Linked DNA regions of Mus musculus: region 1 is linked to region 2. Evidence: chromatin contacts called from public Hi-C data. All regions are on one chromosome and are shown on one strand. Each heading gives the region's core, a stretch centred on a gene start, on an enhancer-like site or on the middle of the called end of the contact. The rest is flanking DNA. Distances are from core to core; before and after follow the strand shown.

Region 1 (5,212 bases), core at 356-2,855, 240 kb before region 2:
GTTTGTTTGTTTTTTTGGGTTTTTTTTTGTTTTTTGTTTTTTTTGTTTTGTTTTGTTTTGTTTTGTTTTTGCTTTGCTTTGCTTTGCTTTGCTTTATACACATAAGCACATCTCTTGCCTAAGTAGAACTCCGTTTCATCTCGGGCATAAACACCTTCAATTTTAAGAAGAGCTGTGTGCTCTCTTTGGTTCCGGAGACCTGGCTTGTAGCCAGCAAAAATGGCCTTGCACCACAGCCTTCCAGACACACTTGCTTTTAGAAGTCCTGTTCCCAGCAGGCCTCCATAGGCGCCAAAATGGCGGAAAGAGACAGAAAGTTTTGTAATAAGAAATAAGTGAATCAGCTGGGCGTTGGTGACGCACGCCTTTGATCCCAGCACTTTGAAGGCAGAGGCAGGCAGATTTCTGAGTTCAAGGCCAGCCTGGTCTACAAAGTGAGTTCCAGAACAGCCAGGGCTATACAGAGAAACCCTGTCTCAAAAAAACAAAAAAACAAATAAACAAACAAAAAATCAAAGTAGGTGAAGAGAGTATACCCATAGCTCAATCATTGGGGAATTGGAAGCCAGCCTAGACTACTAAACAAGGTGCAGTCTGAAAACAATGTGGAAAAAAAAGGAAGGAAGAAAGGAAGAATGGAAGGGGGCTGGTGAGATGGTTCAGCGGGTAAGAGCAGACTGCTCTTCTGAAGGCCCTGAGTTCAAATCCCAGCAACCACATGGTAGCTCACAACCACCCGTAATGAGATATGACTCCCTCTTCTGGCATGGCTGAAGACAGCTACAGTGTACTTATGTATAATATTAAATAAATCTTTGGGCCAGAGCGAGCAGGGCTGACCAGAGTGAGCAAAGGTCCTAAAATTCAATTCCCAACAAGGTTCACAACCATCTGTATATCTACAGTGTACTCTTTACAAAATAAAAGAAAGAAATGAGCCGGGTGTGGTGGCGCATGCCTTTAATCCCAGCACTAGGGAGGCAGAGGCAGGTGGATTTCTGAGTTTGAGGCCAGCCTGGTCTACAAAGTGAGTTCCAGGACAGCTAGGGCTACACAGAGAAACCCTGTCTCGAAAAACAAAACAAAACAAAACAATTAAACTATTATAATTCTATCATCTAGGGAGACATAAATTTAGATACACACATAACTCGAATTTTTATTTTATAAAACTGACATCAGTCACAATATGCAAATTAGTGATCTGCTTATAAAAACACAACACATGCATCCCCATGTATGTATATGTTTTGTGCCTCTGATGGGTGTGCATAAAACAGTCACCCCAGCGTGTTTTACTTGCTCGCCTTGGACCCCTCAAGGCCAGTGCTTACTGTATCCAGGAGCGCAGAAACGGGAGCAAGGAGGTGTGCGCAGTCAGGAACAGTGTTCTCTCGGGCTGTTGGTGCCTCTGGTGGGTCTGTTTCCTGGGGTCTGTACAGAAGGGAGCTGGGAAGCTTTCTATCTGAAAATACTCCACGGTGTGTGCAGGTGTTTGGAGTTCCGTTGAGTTTCATCAAAATGAGTCACTGAAGGTGTGAACGGGCGGCCAGGTTGAAGGAGTTACCACTTCCTGGTCCCATCCGGAGACACCCTGCACCTCAAACAGAAGCAAGCGCCTTTCACATGGGCTACCAGGCAGAGGCAAACTGAGCCTTTCGCTCTCCAAACCACTTCTTTGCTTACCTCCCCCCCCAACCCCCCAAGCAAAGGCTAAGTTCCTCTAGTCAGCGGCTCGCTGTTGGGTGAGCTTCAAGCCAAAAACCCACTGAAAGTTCAGCCACGCCTGAAGGGAACCTTGAATGACAAGCGAGCCGGTACCAGGTGAAGAGGCCCCACCACCTGCATCCAGGAGCCAGGCTGCCTTATTCACACGGAGAGGGGGGGGGTGTGTGCCATGGCCCCAACAGAATTTATTGTCACATGATTCAGAAGGAGGCCTGTCTGGATTTCAGGCCCTTACATCCTGACTTTCTGTTCTCTGGTAGCAGGGCACCAGACCTTAGCATGACTGACTCCATGATGGAAATGCCATTCAGGCTGTAAAACTCATTGTGAACACACCATCACCTGCCAAAACTAAAACAAAGGCCTAACCCATCAAAGTCCACGGCTCTGGGAAAGTCTCAGAATGTAACTAACCTTACTTTTTAGTTTCTGTAGTTCCACTTCTGGCGAACTGCTCTTGTTAGCTGAAGTATGTCAACCCAAAACATGGGGTTTGTGCTTTAAAAGCCCATCCCAAGAAAGGCTCAGGGCTACACTGGGATCCCGAAAACCCAGTGTTGTCACTGGCTGGCTAATAAAGACTTTCTTTCTTTCTTTTTTCTTTTTCTTTTTTTTTCCCCAGAAACAATGGTGACTTAATCGCTAGGCACAACAACTAGAATCCTAATCTTGTAAGCCATATTCAATCTAAATCTTCTGGTGGCAAATCCGGGTGGATTTACCATATAAATTGGGGGATACTAGTAGCTACATCTTGCCTCTCGATATCCCTGTCCAAAAAGCCTAATAAAGACTTTCTATTGACTTAAATTTGTGTTGGAGCAGTCCTCTCTGGTGACTACCTGACAATGACATGAACTGGTCTAAATGGAGTCAAAGTAAAGATACAGAGAAGTTAATTAGGAAATATCAACTATGCAGTTCAGTGGGAGCAAGAGGAAGGAAGCCAAGAAAGATGATAGCCTTTAGGGCCACAGATGGGAAGATCACCAGGAACTACCACAGTCCCATGACACATAATATATTGTTTTGTTTTGTGGCATGGTCCTATGAAACCCAAGCTGTCTTGGAACTCACAATGTAGCTGAGGATATCCTTAAATTCCTTCAGTGAACAGAGCTAGGAAAAGGCAGAGGCAGGCGGATTTCTGAGTTCGAGGCCAGCCTGGTCTACAAAGTGAGTTCCAGGACAGCCAGGGCTATACAGAGAAACCCTGCCTCGAAAAAACAAAACAAAACAAAACAAAAAAACAACCCTGTGTTTTACAAAAGTGCTGGAACCACAGGCATGCTCCACCATGTCCAATTTATGCAATGCTGGCAAACCAAACCCACAGCTTCATGCAAGATGCCCTCTACCACGTGAACTATTGCCCCAGTCTGTGATGCAATGACATCAGCAGCTTTGCCTTGAATAAAGAGTTAAGGAACAAAGAACATTGAAGGAAGTGCTTTGTAAGCTAGAACACATGTCACTATCTTCTCTTTGGGGGCTTATCATTGTCTCCATGGCAACTGGGCAAGCTTCCCGGTCTGCCTCTCCACCCTATCCATGCCCAAAGGATAACTGCATGGCTTGTCATCTCTGCCCTCTTAGATGGCTTGCAATCACATAAAGATGGAGATCCCCAACCTACAACCTAGCCAAGTTAGGGTGATGGGGTGCAGGTGGGGGAGACAAGGCAGAGGGGAAGAGGCAGCCAAGGGACCCCAGACAGCAGCAGAGGAGTGATCCTCAAAGTCAGGCTCCCCCAGGTGGCTGGCAGCAGGCAGGAGCCCAAGCTGTCACAACTGTTGTACGCAGTCACCCTTCCTTCCCCGACAACCTGACTTCATTCAACCTTTCCTGCTCAAGTAGCCAGACAGTGGGCAGAAGTTCAGGACCCCGGCCTTGACTGAACTCCTTCTCTGTCCCTGACAGGCTCAGCATCTTGGGCCAGGAAGATGACCTCTCTCGACCTTTGATGTACACGTATCATCAGGTTGCACACGATGCTACATGCCTATAATCTCAGCAGTCAGAAGGCTGAGGCAGGAGGATCTCTGGAAGGGTGAGGCCAGGCTAGGCTGTAGTGCAACGGAGTCCCTGTTCCAAAAACCAAAATAAGTAAAGGAATAAACAATTATCTGTGAACTCCCTTGGTGACTGAAGAAAGCCAAGAAGTATACGTGCTCAGTGCATCTGAGTGAGACTCTTCTAAAATGTTACTAAAATGAAGTCGTACACTGACGCACCCTCAATTTGTTTTCTGCCTCTACTACTGGCCTGAAATCTCCTGGGAGGGCTGAATACCCTGCTCTGTGTTTATTTTCCTGTGACAAGCCACGAACTAAGTAGCCATGAGGCCATGGGGGGGGGGGGGGAAACCAAACGGACCTTTCACGGGGATTGCCTAAGACCATCAGAAAACACAGAGATCTCCATGACCGTTCGTAACAGTAGCAAAATTACAGGTATGAAGTAGCAGCAAAAGTAATTTTATGGCTGAGGTCACCACAACACAAAGAACTGTATGGAAGGCTCACAGCATTAGGAAGGCTGAGAGCCACGGCTTTAGGCCCTAAGGAAGTAATACATGAGGCCTTTGATACTTTTAGGGGCATGTGGAAATGTTGTGATTTCTTTCTCTGTATGATGCATGTGTGCGTGTGTGTGTGTGTGTGTGTGTGTGTGTGTGCGAGAGAGAGAGAGAGAGAGAGAGAGAGAGAGAGAGAGAGAGAGAGAGAGAGAGTGCATGTTTTCTGGCATGGGAGAGGGGGAGATCTGCGGGGTAGACACGCCACGGCAACCTCAGGTGTCTGTCCTTACCATCTCACCTTCCACCTTATCTGAGGCAGAGCCTGTTCACTGCTATGTAGGCCGGGCCAGCTGGCCCTCCAGCTTCCAGGGAATCTCCTGTCTCCACTTCCCAAGAGCTAGGCACTGCAGGAATTAGACACATGCTGCTGCTCCCACAGTTTCATGTGGGAGCTGGGGCTCTGAACTTGGGGTCCTCATGCTTAGGCAGCAAGCACTTTCCCCACTGAGCTGTCTCCCTGGCCCATAATTCCTTTTAATAGCAGGAGAAAAACTGACTATAACTCAGTCCGATTCTGTTAACATCCATTTTTTTTTTCTTTCTGCAGAAGGGACTTCTGGGCAAAGAGTCTACAGCTTAATGAAGGTCTGGAGACAAGGAGGAGAGTAGGAGGCAATCAGTAGGGACCCAGTTCCACACCAGCTGAGAACAAGTCCTGGAGGATGGTACCAAGTCATTAGTTCATTTGAAGACAGAGTCCTTTGCAAAGCCTACCTCCCAGACCAGCAGGTTACACACACACACACACACACACACACACACACACACACACACACTCCATTTCTCAGTTGTTCAATCTGTAATTCTCTCTCTAACACCCTAAGTTTGTGCTGCCTGAGGGCAAGGGGTTTGTCTATTTTCCATCTTCACATCCATGGCTGTCTTACTGTGTGCCACACGTGGTAT
Region 2 (6,071 bases), core at 2,314-4,813:
TTACTGTATCAGCAGTGATAACATGGCCCAGATTTCCCCCAACACTTTTTCTTAAAATCCTGGTAAGTTATTGGATTTTTAAAAATAATACAGGAACATTAATAATAATCATTAACAACAATGATAATAATGCCTCTACCCCCTGAGTGCTGGAATTACAACGATGTGATGCCAGGTTCTTGTAGTACTGGCGATAGCATCCCTAGGGCTTTGTGTTTCTAGAGCGTACTGTACCACCTGAGCTACAGTTCAAACCCCTTACGGGGCTTTCATAAGCCTACAGTAGGGTTCAGAGATCCGTCCCTTTTCTTTTGACTCTTTTGCCAAGATCTGATTTGATTCAGTAAGCACTCACTGAATCACTTCCACGTGCCTGGCTGACAGGTGGCTGCTGCAGACACAGTGTGTGATGCTAATTTGGGACGACTCCAGGGTTCTGTGGCCGAGGGCTCAAAAAGATGAAGTTGCTGCTAGTAGAAGAAGGCGGTGAATGAGTGAGCAGGAGCTGGACTGCAAGACAGTGACTCAAGAGTGAGACCGTCGCCAACCTTCAGGGCGTCCTTGGGGAAATGCTCCTGAGCTTGTTGGAGCTTGAGGGTTGGAGCTCAGGCAAGAACTCAAGAACTGACTGAAGACATCATCTATGTAAAGGGGAATCCACCGAGACAGGCAGAAAAGAGAACAGAAGTCCCAGGGCTGGACTGTGAAGAGTAATTCAGAACAGAGAGGAGGAGGGAGAGGAGGAAGAGGGGGAAGAAGAGGAGCGGGAAGAAGGGGAAGAAGAGGAGGGTAAGGAGGGGGAAGAAGAGGGGGGAGAGGAAGAGGAGGAGAAGGGGAGGAGGAGGGGGAAGAAGAAGAGGAGGGGGAGGAGGGAAGGAGGAGGGAGAGGAGGCAGTAAAAGACAAGAAAGAATGATTAAAAGGTTAGAAGTGAAGCTTATTGGTAGAGCATGTGCCTAGCATGGGATAAATGGGTAGATAGGTAAGGCAAGGCCCTGAGTTCAATCCCCAGCACCATCAAGAAAGAAAGAGAGAGAGAGAGAGAGAGAGAGAGAGAAAGAGAGAGAGAGAGAGAGAGAGAGAACAATTTTAGAAACAGTAAGAAAGCTAAGAGAGTTCCAATATAGTTCATGGAGGAGAGGGTTTTTTTGTTCTGTTTTGTCTTGATACTGACTGGTTGAGTTGATTGGTTTAATTTTTTATTATATTTATTTGCTTATGTGGTGAGAGGAATGTTAAGAGGTTAGAGAGCAACTTTCCAAAGTCAATTCTCTCCTTCCACATGTAGGTCCCGGGAATTAAATTCAAGATCAGGCTTGGTGGCAAGCACCCTTACCAGCTGAGCCATCTCACTGGCATGTGAGTCACTAATTTTTCTGACAGGGGTCTCACTATGTAGCACAGACTGGCCTTAAACCTTGATTTGTTTTTTGGATTTGTTGTTGTTGCTTTGTTTTGGTTTGTTTGTTTGTTTGTTTGTTTGTTTGTTTTAGCAGTCTCGTATAGCCAAAGTGGGACTTGACCTCCTGATACTGCTGCCTCCACCTCCCAAGTATGAGATTACAGGCATGCTCCGATGTACCAGATAATGTTGCTGTTCTTGTTGTCATTGATGATGATGATGACGACGACAATGATTTGGTACGAGAACCAAACCCAGGGCCTTTAACATGATAGGCAGGAGCTCTAAGAGAGCTGTGTCCCTAGTCATTTTTTTCCCCAGGAACAGTCAAAAGATGTCAAAGCGTCATAGTGTGAACACTAAGAAAAGGACCTCTTGATATAGGGTGACCAGTCATGATAAGTTGCCCAAGGATGTCCAACTTGTAGTTCTTGTGATGCTTATTCTTGGTTGTCAACCTGACTATATTTGGAATTAGCTAAAACCCAAGCAGCTAAGTACACCTGTGAAGGGGTTTTCTTAATTAAACCATTTGAAGTGGGGAGACCAATCAACCCTAAATCTGATCTTTTGAGGTGGGAAGATACACCTGAAATCTGTGGCAGCCTACAGAAAGGCACGGGCAAAGGAAGCTGTTGTTTTTTTCCTGCTTGGACTTGCTCTCTCTGGTAAGCATTCCTTCACTGGCATTAGAGCCCACTTCTTTGGGATTCTGGTATATACTGAGGACCAGCTGAGACATCCAGTTCATGGACTGAACAACTACTGTAATACTGTGATTCTTGGACTTTCTGTTGGTGGACAGCTATTGTTGGACTAACTGGACCACAGCCTATAAGCCAGTCTAATAATTCCCATATCTACCTGTCTCTATCTATCTATCTATCTATCTATCTATCTATCTATCTATCTACCTACCTACCTATCTATCTATCTATTTATCTAAATCTAGACAGACAGACAGACAGACAAAAAGATTCATTCTATCTGTTCTGTTCCTCTAGAGAACCCTGACTAATACAGCCCTGAAAACTCCACATCCCAGGAATAGCTCATTCCTGGGCAAACAGGATGATCGGGACACACAAGCCTTAAAGCTAGATAATAGGCAACCTCAAAACACTACCTTTAAGTGAATCAGACTAGGCCTCTGCCACATCCTCTGGGCATGACTGTGACCCAGACATAGGCCAAGGTCAATAAACTTAGCTGGTTGGATCCAGTCTTTGAAAAGCTTTGATTATTTTTTTTTTTGAGGTTTTTTGAGGTTTTTGGCCTGGAAGCATTTCCTATCATAAAATTCAGTTAGTCGAGGTCATGTTTGGTTCAGGCACTGTTTCTCTAAATTGCTTTTATTGGAGACCCAGCTGTGAAGGGAGAATTTCTAAATGGATGAACCGGATAGCAATATTAAGGAAAATCAGCTTGCTCCATCAAAGCTGAAAAGCCAGTTTGGAAGATGCTGCAACGGTGTAGGGACCACACGGATGATCTATGGCAACTTCTGGGACCTCTTCTGAAGACCGAGGTCCTTGTGTTGTTAGTCAGCATCACAAAGTCCCTTCTGTTCTGTCTTGCAGTTTACAAATAGGAGGGAAAATCAAACAATTTTCATAGATTTTTTTTCTTTTTTAATCATGCTTCAGTCTTTGCCCACTTCTTCTAAGTTGAGGCCCAAAGCTGGCAGTTTGTGGGTCAGTTCAGCCTACAGATGTGTTTTAGTTGGCTAACCAGGTGTTTCGGGGAATGTTTAATTTGTTGCCAGCCCTTAATATGCAGGGGATTTCACATAAAAATCTGAATTTCCTGCTTTTCTTGAAAAAGGAGGTGGGGAGGATCTGAGGCCTTCGAGAGGTGTGATCACTTGGTAGTAGTCAGTGAGCGCTAGGATGGGGCTGCTCTGTGATGCTTCATCCCTACCTGGCTGTTTTCCTTCCCTTTACCTAAGAGACCCAGCCCAAGACTCCATAGAAAATGAGCTTCCACAATACCTCAACTATTAGTTCTGAGCCACTTGTCTTGACCTGTTTCCAGCTCTGTATCCCGACACGTTCCCAAACCTTGCAGGTTCTGACGTCATGACTGATTTCCTGTCTGAGGATCAGACTCATCCCCTCCCCTGGCCGGATGCCTGGCATGGTTCCTCCAGAAACCTGTGTTTCCTGCCAACCCCACCCCTGCCCCTCTAGACCAGAAGACTCACCCAGTTCCCTGCTGCTGGCGGCCGTGCAAACCAAACCACAAGCGTCTCGCTTCCTTTGCCTTCTACATCTGTCCTTGGTCTTCCCGTTCCCTGCTTCTTCTGGACTTTACCTGGTTGCTGACTTTCCAACTCTCTCTGTGTTTCCATCTTTGAAATCATCGCTTGGATTTGACCACAAAGTTCAGTTCTTCTTGTCTTAAACCATGGCCTCTCCTAAAATGCACCTTAAGCTTGGCTTGTGCCTCTTACTTAGAAAACATCAGACTATTAAGGTGGCTCTAGGCCATTGAAATGTATCAAATAGAGCAATGCTGGTTTCCGTAACAAAGGGATCCTACACATTTCAACATCTTAAGCAAATAAGAGTCAAATTATTAAGCTGTCTTAGCCTGAAAATATTCATGTTCCTATTGTTATAACAGAATGAGGGGGACTGAGTCAAGAAAGGGGGTTTATGTGGTCAAGCCTAGAGGCAAGACCAGGGGCACAATGGCACCTTCTGGAAAGGGACAATAGCTACTTCAGTTTATGGCAGACAAGCAAGAGGGCATACAGACACTCGAGTGGAAAAAAAAAAGAGGAGCTGGCTTGGCTTCCAACAACCTGATTTTATAAAAAATAAATTCGTGAGTGTTTGTGTATGTGTGTGGGGTTATATGTACACACCTTTAATCCCAGAACTCAGGAGACAGAGGCAGGCAGATCTCTATGAGTTCGAGGACAACCTGATCTATAAAGCCAGTTCTTGGACAGCCAGGACTACACAGAGAAATCCTGTCTCAACAAGAACAAAACAAGACAAACCATTAATTACTCTAACAGTCTAATCACTTCTTAGAAACCCCACCTGCAACTCCAGCATGGAAGCCATCAAAAATGTCAAAATGAGTAAGTGATTTTTGTTTTGTTTTGTTTTGTTTTGTTTTGTTTTGTTTTGTTTTGTTTTGAGGCAAGTTCTCATGTTGCCCAAGCAGACCTTGAACTCACTGTGCATCTGAGAATGGCTTCAAACACCTTATCCTCCTGCCTCTATATAGGTAAGATTACAGGAGAAGACCACTGCCTCTCCCAGCTCTCTCCATATCAAAAGCATAACAGGAGGCTGCACCCAGGCTCTGGTCAGCTGAGGCTCTACTACCACTGAGGGCCCGAGAAGTCTGTATATTCACTTGGTAGGAAGCAAATCTGAGAGTATGGGCCGTGTCTGTAGCTCAGTGGTGGAGTATTTGCGTAGGCAAGGCCCTCAGAACCACCCCAACACCACACCAGGCAAACACAATCTCATCACCCAGAGAGTATGGTTTGTATTCATCCCGTTATGGTGGTACAAGCCTAAAATGCCAGTACTCAAGAGCCTGAGACAGAAAGATCACTAAGTCTCAAGCTCAGGGCTAGCCTGGGCTTAGTGGAGAGACCCTGTCCAAACAAACCAAAAGGGAGATCATGATGAGTACCTCCCAGCCAGGCAGCGACACATACCACTTTCACTGACACCTCCTTAGTAAAAGCTACTCACATATCCTCACCAGAATGTAAGAGACAGGAAGTATAGTCTACGGTGAGGCTTCCAGTGACATGTCATAGAAGGAAGCTCTGGGTCTGGGTCTTGAGGGGCAGCGCTCCGTTTGAGCAGAGACACCTAGCAGGCTCCCTGGCTGGTGCTACTTCCCATTAGGAGTGGAGAAGAAAGGGTATATTTTCTCCCAGCAATAGAAGTAGTCAAAACTCCATAGCAACTGGCAGAAATTTAGATCAGCCACAGGGGAAAAAGCAAGGTGGGGGACTTTGTAGGCTGTCACAACTGGAAGCTCAGATAGCTGAGGTGGCCTTAAGTATAATTGGATCCAGCACCCAGCATGAGTGTCAGATCTCTCTCCTCTATTCCTGTATCTTCATGTCCATGCTCTCTCCTGCTGCCGAGTCTCCCTGCATGACAGAGACGAGAGCTGACAGCTGCCCTGGGCTGAGTGTTCTGGGCTCTAGCAAGTAAAAGTTCTCCTGCAGCTCCAAGTTTAAATTCTTTTTAATACATTTTTTATTATTAGTGCGTGTGTGTGTGTGTGTGTGTGTGTGTGTGTGTGTGTGTGTTACACATACTGAATGCAGAGGCCAGAGGACAACTTTTTCTCCTACTGCTTTTACATGTGTTCCAGGGTGCCGGGCTTACACAATGACCTGCTGAGCCCTCTCACTGAGGGTTGCTCTGAGTTCTCAAAACCACGGAAAAGACTGATTGGCCTGACAGGGATCAAACATCTCCCAAGAAGGCAGGTAGACTGTGAGTTGCTTTCCTTTACTATCACACTGAAGGACAGGCAAGGACAAGCCCGATAAAGCATTAAACATCTGGCACATGATGCAGACATTTCTGACCCAGACTTTGGCCAGCCCAGAGACCGGTTCTCACTGCCCATCCTGAGAACAGCCCTCTGAAACCAGTGTACAGTCACTCCCCACGATCTTAGTT

Evidence for each region. A called contact is a pair of places that touch in the nucleus more often than the background predicts.
Region 1: a contact with region 2 is called in a Hi-C map of CD8 T cells, with 1.9 times the contacts expected there. The contact joins two enhancer-like sites. A contact is called at or near these places in 2 of 484 Hi-C or Micro-C datasets (CD8 T cells and the G1E-ER4 cell line), 2 of 115 datasets of contacts at active chromatin or transcription factors (large pre-B cells and thymic regulatory T cells) and 1 of 9 other capture datasets (embryonic tail).

What each region holds. Positions count from the first base shown.
Region 1 is chr12:85,657,479-85,662,690 of GRCm38.p6, reverse strand. It overlaps the pseudogene Gm33312. Among named protein-coding and RNA genes, the nearest start is that of Batf, 27 kb to the left of the region's middle. Within about 2 kb of position 1,605, at least 40 of the 459 cell types and tissues checked have an H3K27ac peak or open chromatin away from gene starts, as enhancers often do. A contact at or near this core is called in CD8 T cells, where this site is marked.
Region 2 is chr12:85,415,528-85,421,598 of GRCm38.p6, reverse strand. The region is part of intron 2 of Gm29709 (a long non-coding RNA gene); the gene reads right to left. Among named protein-coding and RNA genes, the nearest start is that of Gm29709, 10 kb to the right of the region's middle. Within about 2 kb of position 3,563, at least 54 of the 459 cell types and tissues checked have an H3K27ac peak or open chromatin away from gene starts, as enhancers often do. A contact at or near this core is called in CD8 T cells, where this site is marked.